Linked DNA regions of Zea mays: region 2 is linked to region 1. The links are chromatin contacts, called in public Hi-C maps. All regions are on one chromosome and are shown on one strand. Each heading gives the region's core, a stretch centred on a gene start, on an enhancer-like site or on the middle of the called end of the contact. The rest is flanking DNA. Distances are from core to core; before and after follow the strand shown. Region 1 holds the start of LOC100277172. Region 2 holds the start of LOC100274784.

Region 1 (4,403 bases), core at 74-2,573:
AGCCAAACGATGATGGTGATTGTGTATATATAGGTGTAAAAAAGACGCTCAGAGACTAAAACGCCAGCCTCACCTGCAGGTAAAGAAAGCAGTGAAAACAGACGAGACGATATCAGCAAAAGGTTTTGATAACAGAGAAGATACACAGGTTTATCTTGCATGCACCACGCGTAACACGCATCGGCAAAGAAAACTCCGGCAGAGGCTGGAGAAGGGTCCAATTCCAATCCAGTCCAGTGAGGCAGGAGGACGCGAGAGAACTTCAGGCGGTTTCAGAGCCGGGACGCGATCAGGCCATCGGCGGCGGTGCCATCTGCAACGAGTAGCTGGCTGGCTTCCCTGTCTGGCCCGGCGACGCCGACGCCGACGCCGACGCAGGCGGCAGTGTGGACTGGCAACCGACGGACACGACACGGTGTGTTCGGCGATGGCATGTCTCCGCTGTCGCTGCCCCCCGCTTGCGATCTCGCCCGGACCCCGGTTGGGTTCACGTCCCCTTTTCAGCCTCACGCGCTGATACGCATCACATGCTGCCACCGATGTGATATGCTGCAGCTGGTCGCGATGTGGCAAAGTTATATCTCACGTTTTCCCGGTGACACTAGAGCACGGAGATACTGCGGGATACGAGCTCGTCTAGTTGAGTAGTTGTCCAAGTGTACCCAAAAGCTGAAAAGCATAATAAGCCTACCACCCATGCGAGGCCTTCATTTGGCAATTTGGGTAGGTTTTGAAATCCTTGATCTTATGTAGACCTAGTGTACTACGTCATCATGTGGATTGGATCAATACTAGAGTAACCAAACAAAACCGCAAGGACATTAGTCATCAAAACTTTAACCTTTAGATCTAGTAGCTATTTAGTTATGTTTTTTAATACTTTCCTATTCTATTATATACGTAATTTTAAATTTTTCTGATAATCAAAGAGCCTTATGTTTGATCAAATTTCATGTAAAGAAATAGTAACATTTATGGTACCAAATAAATATAATATTTATTTTTTCATTAGTTATATGTTTATACTACATTTATTTAGTATCATAAATTTCCAGACGTAGTTTTGTTAAGAGCGATAGCAATAGTAAACATCCACTTTTAAGAATTGAAATAGAAATATAAAAATTTGAGCGAGTATTTCTGTTAAAAAAGTTAAAAGTAAAATTGCGAAGAACGGAAAGGAAGAAACCCAGGTACACAAACCGAGCCACTAAAACGGGCCGAGATCCCATGGAGCATACAAGGGCCAACATCTTAGCCCATTTGATTGACTCCAAAAGTAAAAAAAAAACAATTCACACAGTTTTGTATCCATTTTCTATTTTTCTCCTCTCGAGTAGCGTGGCGGGCGTGGACGCGGCGGCGATGCTGCGGTCGGCGCTGCGGCGGGGAGGGGCGTCCGCGAGGCAGGTCGCGTTGGCGGGAGAAGCCTCGCCGAGAGACCTCCTCCGGATGCGCGTGGCGGAGCGGGAGCGCGCGAGGCGGCGGCGTCGCGACCCGGGCCGCGACGAGTTCTTCGTGCCCACGCCAGAGTCGCTGGCGTGGCTCGACTCGGTCTCCCTCCCCATGGTGCTCACCGCCGCCGCCGTGGCCCTCTTCACCAAGCTCCTCATGATGGTACTGCTCCGTGCCCTCCTAGGCCTTGTAGCTGTAGCTGGCTTCTCCTAGGGTTGTTTTCTGTTGCAATTGCAAGTACTGTGTATTTCCTTGAATACCCGAACATTATGCGAATCTTTTGTTGAGTCAATGCTATGGCGCGTAGTGTAGAATCTTCATATTGCTAGATTTGGACATGTAGACATGTAACCTGTAGGAATTTGAAGGTGGTTGTGACAAGTGTTCTCAGATGAGAGAAGTGCGGATTTATTATCTAGTTGTCTATTTGCTTCATAAGTGTATACAGTGTTTTCTTCATGGGCCTGGGTAGATTTGTGTTATCCTAATTGGACTTTTTACTATTGGATCTGTTTGATATTACATTCAGTCAACCTTTCTTTCCTTTCATACGGATGAATTCTACAATGTTCGTTCAGCTTCACATTTTTTGCCAGCTGCCTGTAGGGGTGGTAATGAGCTCTAAATTTTACACTATAAAATTTAAGGATCGAATCAGATTAGGATCAGACTCTATTTCTATTCATTTTTGAACTAAAATCAATTAAAGACTCAAACAAATTGTGAAGAAAATATTTGTTTCACAATCCGTTATCACCCCCTAGGTGCCTAATGTTTCGTGGCGATTTGTGTACACCCTTCTGGTTAACTAAATCATCAAGATTCTAGAATATTGTTTTAAGGTTAATTTTGAACTACTGGCAACTGTATAGTCTATATGGCTACGAAAGAAAACATTTAAATTGAATAGTGTTCTTTTTTATGTTTGTTAGGATATCAAAATAATGTTATGAATCTTATTTTCTGTTTCTGTGGGAAGGAACATGAAGCTACAGATCAAGAAAGGAGAGAGCGCAAGATAAAGAATAGCCACCCTGATCAAGGAACAGTAAGGATGCTATCTCGTGAAGAATGGGAGGAGGTCCAAGAAGTCAGGCCAAGGACCCCTTTTGAATCAAAGTTAGCTCGTCCACATGCCCGGATAAGAACGGGGGAGCCAGTGCGACTGGTTAGTAGATGTTTCTTGTGGTTAGTTTCTAAAATGAAGTTTTGCATGGTACTCTTTGATGGTTTATGGTACTGTCACCTCTGATGTGTTCTATTATTTTTATTCACCACTAATCCCAATGCTTAAATTATATGGCTTGTATGTTCTGTTATTCAACAGCTTGTTGCTCTAGTACTTCCCACATCTGGATTTAGATATTTCATTCATGGGATCCTCATGCAATCAAGCTATTGTCTTGGAGAACCTCTTACCCTTTACCTGTAGGAGGATGTTTTACTACTGATATCCGTATCCTTTACCTGTAGGAGGATGTCAAGGATTGGGCTACTGATGTAATCGCAGATTCTTTTACCAGAGCAGAAGAAGCTACCAAGAAAAAATGATTTAGAAGAATCTAAAACACCCGGTGTATCTGCTTTATCGTTTCTCTGAATCTAAAACACCCAGTTGTAACCGAGTTCTTTTACAGATCCATGACCATATGGGTATTACGGCCACTATGGTATTCTGAGAGTGAAGCCCTGAGTCCCTTGGTCTATGTTTCGGTGCACCATGGTAAACAACTGCTTCACCCGGGCCTCTTGGAGAAAGAGCGATATAATAAAGAATACTAGGTGAATTGACACGGTGAAATTTCTCTTAAAATTTGCGCCATGTATTGGTATAAGGTTAATCGTACCACTATTTTGTTCTTGTTTATATACGTGATACTTGTATACAACGACTGTACTTACATGGTTAGGATCTTCTCAAAACTAAAATTTATTTTCCATAAAAAATTAAGTGCAGCTGTGAGGCTAGAATCAAAGAACTCATACATCTTAGTTGGGAGGCCTCAAGTCCTAGTGGACCAAAGGCCCAACCATTTGAATTATCAGACTTTGGAGATCTATAGGGCGGTAGGGGGCCTGGACAACTAAGAAAATATATGTGTCCTACCGTTAGAAGTGCTCGAGGGTCCGAACGGACTTGTTTATTCTCAAAGATGGTGGTGGTCGAAAAAAACTTGAAGTGCGGAAGTGTCCCTAAGCCTAGAGCACCAACCAAAGCCCTCTACTCCTTCTGTTGTACTATTAGTTTTCGTTTTGTACAAGATTTGAGTTAAATTTATAAAATTTTAACTTAAAATAACCATTTTATTATTAAGTTTTGAAACCTAATGTATATATATGCTATGATTTGTCTTGGCATGTACTTTTATAAAAATATAAATGTATTAATAGTTTATTTGTATTTTAAAAAACATTGGTTAAAGCTATATTTTGGAGACTGAGTCGTTGTCCTAAACGACAACTAATAGGACACTAGAGGGAGTAGGTTTAGGGTATATTTGGTTTGTTGTCTAACTTATCATACTTTGTCTAACTTTTCTGTATAAGTTTAATTCTTCAATTTGGATGACTAATTACTAAGTGGGGCTCTAGACGGTGGGGCTCCACTTTTGTGGGAGCCAAGGTCGGTCATTGGGGCCTTGGGGCCCGTGACTCCGTGAGTGTGGATCCCGCGATAGCTGATTCCACCATTTATGATAGGTAGATGAAGAAATGATATCTTGATAAGAAGCCATGTCGATGTACATGAGAACGGGAACCAAGACGTAAAGAAATATGACTTTAAAAAATATGATAGGTAGATAAGTGAGAGAGAAGATATATGATTTTATAAAAGATCATTCTATAGAAACTATCTATTAGAACCATAATTTTTATATGTAGTATCTAGATAAATTAAATAGATATAGTAACAACACGTGGTTTCTAGCATTAGAACTCCCCTTAAT
Region 2 (4,960 bases), core at 1,191-3,690, 230 kb before region 1:
TCAATTATATTTGTTATGTTATAGAGTCTGTATTTGATAAATGGAACAACTGGCCTATTAGCTCAGTTGGTTAGAGCGTCGTGCTAATAACGCGAAGGTCGCAGGTTCGAGACCTGCATGGGCCAAATATTTGTTTTTGCGCAATTCTGCTGAGACATTTTTATTCTTTTTTTAATTTGTCCATTTACTCATTCCTCTTTTGAGCCCATTTCGGCTTCAGGCCTCTTTTAGAGGCCATTTCGGCCTTTAAGCCTTTTTTTTGTTCTTTTATTATCCATTTCCCATTTTGGGATCCTTTAATCCTTTATGCCCATTTCGGACTTAGGCCCCTTTTGATTTTGTTTCCCCTTTTGTTCATAACAATGGCACAATGAGCGTAGACATAGGGGGTGTTTGGTTAGAGGGACTAAAGATTAGTCTCTAGTTTTTAGTCCCTTTTAGTCCCTTTTTTGCCAAACACTAGGACTAAAATATGGACTAAAATGATTTAGTCTTTAGTCCTTCACATAGGTGCTAAAAGAGACTAAAAGCTCATAATTATCATGTTGCCCTTACCTTTTTATAGATAACTAATATTATGAGTATATTCTAAGGGTATTTGAGTCTTTGGACAATGTATTTAATGACTTTAGAATCTATTTAGTCCCTAAAACCAAACATATAGGGACTAAAGTTTAGTTCTAGGACTAAAGTTTAGTCCTAGAACTAATTGAAACCAAACATGCCCATAGATAGGTGCACAGTTACTTAGGGCATGTTTGGTTTCAATTAGTCCTAGAACTAAACTTTAGTCATAGGACTAAACTTTAGTCCCTATATGTTTGGTTTTAGGGACTAAATAGATTCTAAAGTCATTAAATACATTGTCCAAAGACTCAAATACCCTTAGAATATACTCATAATATTAGTTATCTATAAAAAAAGGTAAGGGCAACATGATAATTATGAGCTTTTAGTCTCTTTTAGCACCTATGTGAAGGACTAAAGAGTAAATCATTTTAGTCCATATTTTAGTCCTAGTGTTTGGCAAAAAAGGGACTAAAAGAGACTAAAAACTAGAGACTAATCTTTAGTCCCTCTAACCAAACACCCCCTTACTGGCAAATGATTTTTGCTACTAACCACCGAGTGTCACTTTTTTTGCATCTCATGTTATACTGAGAAATACCCAAGACTTTTTTTTTGGTAGCGGCTGCAAGGCCTGGGAAATTGACTTGTCATGGAGCAGTTCTTGTAATTCAGCTATGGCCTTATATTTCAGTTCAGGTAAATGACATTGACAGGAAATGTATCAGCCTATCAGGTGCTTCCACACGCTTGAATCAATGACACAGCACAACCCTTCCTGGTTGTTTTTTTAACCTGTGGAGGAGCTGCGTATACACACATACCATCATCGTGAATTCGGTACTATTTGCCGGCGTCTCCGATCCGTTCTGGACCAAACATTCAAAACTTGAGTATATGATACGCGTTGTATGAGTGAGGTGATGTGCTGTTCCGTGGTCTTGCCGGTTGCTTTCTTTGGCTAAAAGCGCATGGGCGGGCAGGGGGTGGTGGCGTACACTCCGCGAGGTTGCCTTGTACGACCAAGCGCACAGCAGTGGCACTGTGCCAGGTAGCAGCAACGGGAGCTGCTGTGCTGTGCCTGTGCGCCTGTGGATGATGAGCTGTTGCATAATTTCTTCGCACGGTGCCGATACATGATTATATGTACTCGACAGTCGTGTCGACAGCCACAAATATGAAATAATCGACCAGATCATGCCGATGGAGCCCTTGCCTTTGCCGTGGAGACCCAGAAGGGGAGGGAGGGGTGGAAAGACAGGGCCCGAGCGCATGCAAACGGGATGCGTACGTCCTGGCCTCGGCCTCGGCTTCGGCCGCGTCGCGTCGGCGAGTGCCCGCCCATTTGCGGTGCCCAGTTTTTGCCAGGGCACTTGCCGTCGCGCGTACGTGACGTTGGCTGTTACCCTCGCCGCTGGCGCTGGGCACGCGATCCGCCCCCGCGCTCCGGGATGCCGCTCCGCACGACCTGCGTGTCATCACGAGCCGTTGTTCCTTGTTTGGCGAAGCACGAGAACGCGCAGTCGCGCACCCCCGCGTGGGCGTCCCGGCGCTTCTCTGCTGAGTTGCTGAGTGCTGACCCGCCCTAAGCCCAAATGCCCAAGGGCCAAGGTACAGGTGGAAAGTGCTCCAACAAGGCAATGCAAAGCGTGGCAACGCACGCAGTTGCAGAGTTGCTCCAGTGAGCGCGCTGCACTGGTCTCCTGCTCCATCAGTTTGTCCGTTTTCGCCCTCTCGTTCGGTTAATAGATAGGCCCGGCCAGCAGAGCGCGAGCCTTGGCATGGCGTGTCGGGCGTGGCGTGCGTGCAAAGCGCTCGATCGCCCGTCCGCGTTCTCCGTCTCTTAGCACCCCCGGGTCCCCCCGCCCACGCACCTTCTTCCTCCTACCTCTCGTACCATCGACACGGCCTCTCGCCAAGCAGCGCGCAAAACCTCTCCCACCCGATCCTGCTCTCTCTCTCTCTGCTGCCTTCTCGATCGTACGAGGTACTACCATATACCATCCAATGACGATGCATACGCATCATGCATGTGTGTCGATGGCGGTGATTCCTTCTTCTTCTTCCTCTGAATTATGGATTTCTGACGCGGCGCAGTGCGCGTGCATGGACGACCAGCGGCAGCCGGTGTGCAAGGCGAAGCGCGGCGCGAGGGAGGAGGAGGTCCACGCCGCGCCGCCGGACTTCCCATTCGAGGAGGCCGCGGCGACGGCGGGGGAGGGCGACGACGGCGGGGAGGCGTCGCGGCGGCCGCCGGGGGTTTTCCAGTTCCCCTGGCAGGAGTGCAGCGGCGGGCTGGGCGTGTCCGCCGCGGGGCCGTGGGAGCTGCGCGACGTCTTCTTCCGCTCCCTCGTCGACGGGGGCGCCGCGGCCATCGGCGTGCCGGGGGACCGGCTGGTGTCTCCGCCGACCGGCAGGCGCGCGCTCCTCGAGGGGGTCGACGCGTGGCTCGCCGCGGCCGCCGACGGCGAGGTGGACCCGGTCTGGCGGTCCGCGCTCATGGCCCCGCGGCCGCGGGCCGAGGACGGAGACGGACGGACGTCGTGGGCCCTCCCCGCGCATGCTTCCGGGGTGAGCCCCGCGTGGCATTGAGTGCGCTGCGGCGCCCCCCATCATCAGCCGCGTGACGCTGACGTGGCTTCGAGACAGCAGCGCCGTGGTGGACCGTGGTCCGTGGCCGTGCCCGTGGGTGCTAGTATGATTGTGATCAGGATGGAGTAGGCAAAGGGACCAAGGAAAAGTAAAGAACCATGGCCAATGGCAATTGGCAATCGGTGATCACCTTGTCTTTCGAATGTCCTTTCCGTTCCATGTTCTATTTTATCTGTACAGCTATTATCGTTAGACGTTCTGGCAACAACAGCAACAACAACAAAATCAATGTATTCTTTGGAAAGTCATTCCAACATCAGTTTCTCGCATTTCACCTACATACGGAGGAACTCTCTACTTTTTAGTCTCCGTTTGGAGCTCTATAAATTATTAGCTAGGTAGAGCCATAATAAACTAACTAACAATTAGCTATGGTATTAGTCGAGAGTGTTAGAACCCAACAACTAATTTTTAGTAGCTAACTATTAGCTCTAAAGGTTCTAAACGGGACTTTACACTAAAAAAATACTTAGAGCCTAAACCACAGGAAGGTAGCATTATACTCTCCGAAGTAAGCAGACCCGTCAAAAGTTAAGTCATCCCGTCGGAAGTTACGCTCTTGAAAAGAAACGGTCGAAAGTTAGCTTAACTTTCTAGAGCCCTCTCGAAAGTTAGATAACTTTCTAGAGCCAAAAATGCCTCTCGGAATTTAATGGGATCACGACGTGCACACGTCGCTATTAGTCAGCTAACTTCCGACCGTTTACTACTCCTCTAGAAAGTTAGCTGCCTAACTTTCTACCGTTTTCTATAGACTCTAGGAAGTTAGCAGCCTAACTTCCTATCGTTTACTGTAACCTCTAGCAAGATAAATTGACTAGCAATACAAATATTGTTTCATTTTCATTATTCACCACATTGTACACATAACAAATATACTTAACAACCACATCACACAAAATGTCACATATAACATCTCACATACATAACAACAACATCCCATCCATTTCAAGCATTTCATCACATACATAACAAGTCACAAAAGCCCCAACATAACAAGTCACAAAAGTCTCACAAGTCACAAAAAAAATCAAATGCATGTTAGACATCATGTACAGTGACACGCCTGGGTAGTACCTCCCTCCAGGAATGTTCTTTTGAAGGCACTGCCTTGACATACTCCATTTTTTTGAAGTAGCATATCCCGCTTCCTGCACATACAAGAGCCAACAGGATATTTAAACCTTCTGAAGAAATAAAATGATAAATGATAGATTCTATTACAAAACAAAAGTGAAAGAGCCATTGTTGGACACATCCTTTTCTAATCATGCATGCAAATTGCACCAATGAAGTAATACATCCCTACTGCTATGGATAAAAAGGAATATCACAATATCATAACAATAGGACTGATAAAAGAAAGTGTAAGTAGTTTTGGTCGGTGTTGGATCTAGGATTACTGAAGCCTCGGGCCAAACTTAATATAATAAATGTGGCGGAACCGCCCGAATTATTCCAACTTAAGTGCCTGAGCCCTGCCTTAGAGGCTAGACCACACTTAAATGGGAATAACCCGTCAATCCCTCGGATCTAGTCCAACAAGGCCACTGACAGGATCAAGTACCACAATCTCACTCGATGGTGAGTCACAGAGCAAATACAATAAAGCATAAAGCCATGCATTAAAGAGTATTAAATTATTACATCATCATCGGAGTTTTTGCAAAAGTAGTCATCATTGTTCGAAGTGCAGCGGAATAAAACTAACGGTAAATAAACAGAGAGATGGGGAAGCATG

The links. A called contact is a pair of places that touch in the nucleus more often than the background predicts.
Region 2: a Hi-C map of bundle sheath shows a contact between it and region 1, with 3 times the contacts expected there. The contact joins the promoter of LOC100274784 here to the promoter of LOC100277172 in region 1. A contact is called at or near these places in 2 of 25 Hi-C or Micro-C datasets (bundle sheath and leaf).

What each region holds. Positions count from the first base shown.
Region 1 is chr2:194,020,682-194,025,084 of Zm-B73-REFERENCE-NAM-5.0, reverse strand. It overlaps LOC100277172, which reads left to right and starts at 1,323. Exons shown (of 3, transcript NM_001150818.1): 1 at 1,323-1,617; 2 at 2,435-2,623; 3 at 2,929-3,253. The coding sequence starts at 1,366. The coding sequence ends at 3,006.
Region 2 is chr2:194,253,805-194,258,764 of Zm-B73-REFERENCE-NAM-5.0, reverse strand. LOC100274784 reads left to right here and starts at 2,440. Exons shown (of 1, transcript NM_001149067.1): 1 at 2,440-3,473. The coding sequence starts at 2,575. The coding sequence ends at 3,159. TRNAI-AAU (transfer RNA isoleucine (anticodon AAU)) reads left to right here and starts at 52; the gene lies at 52-125.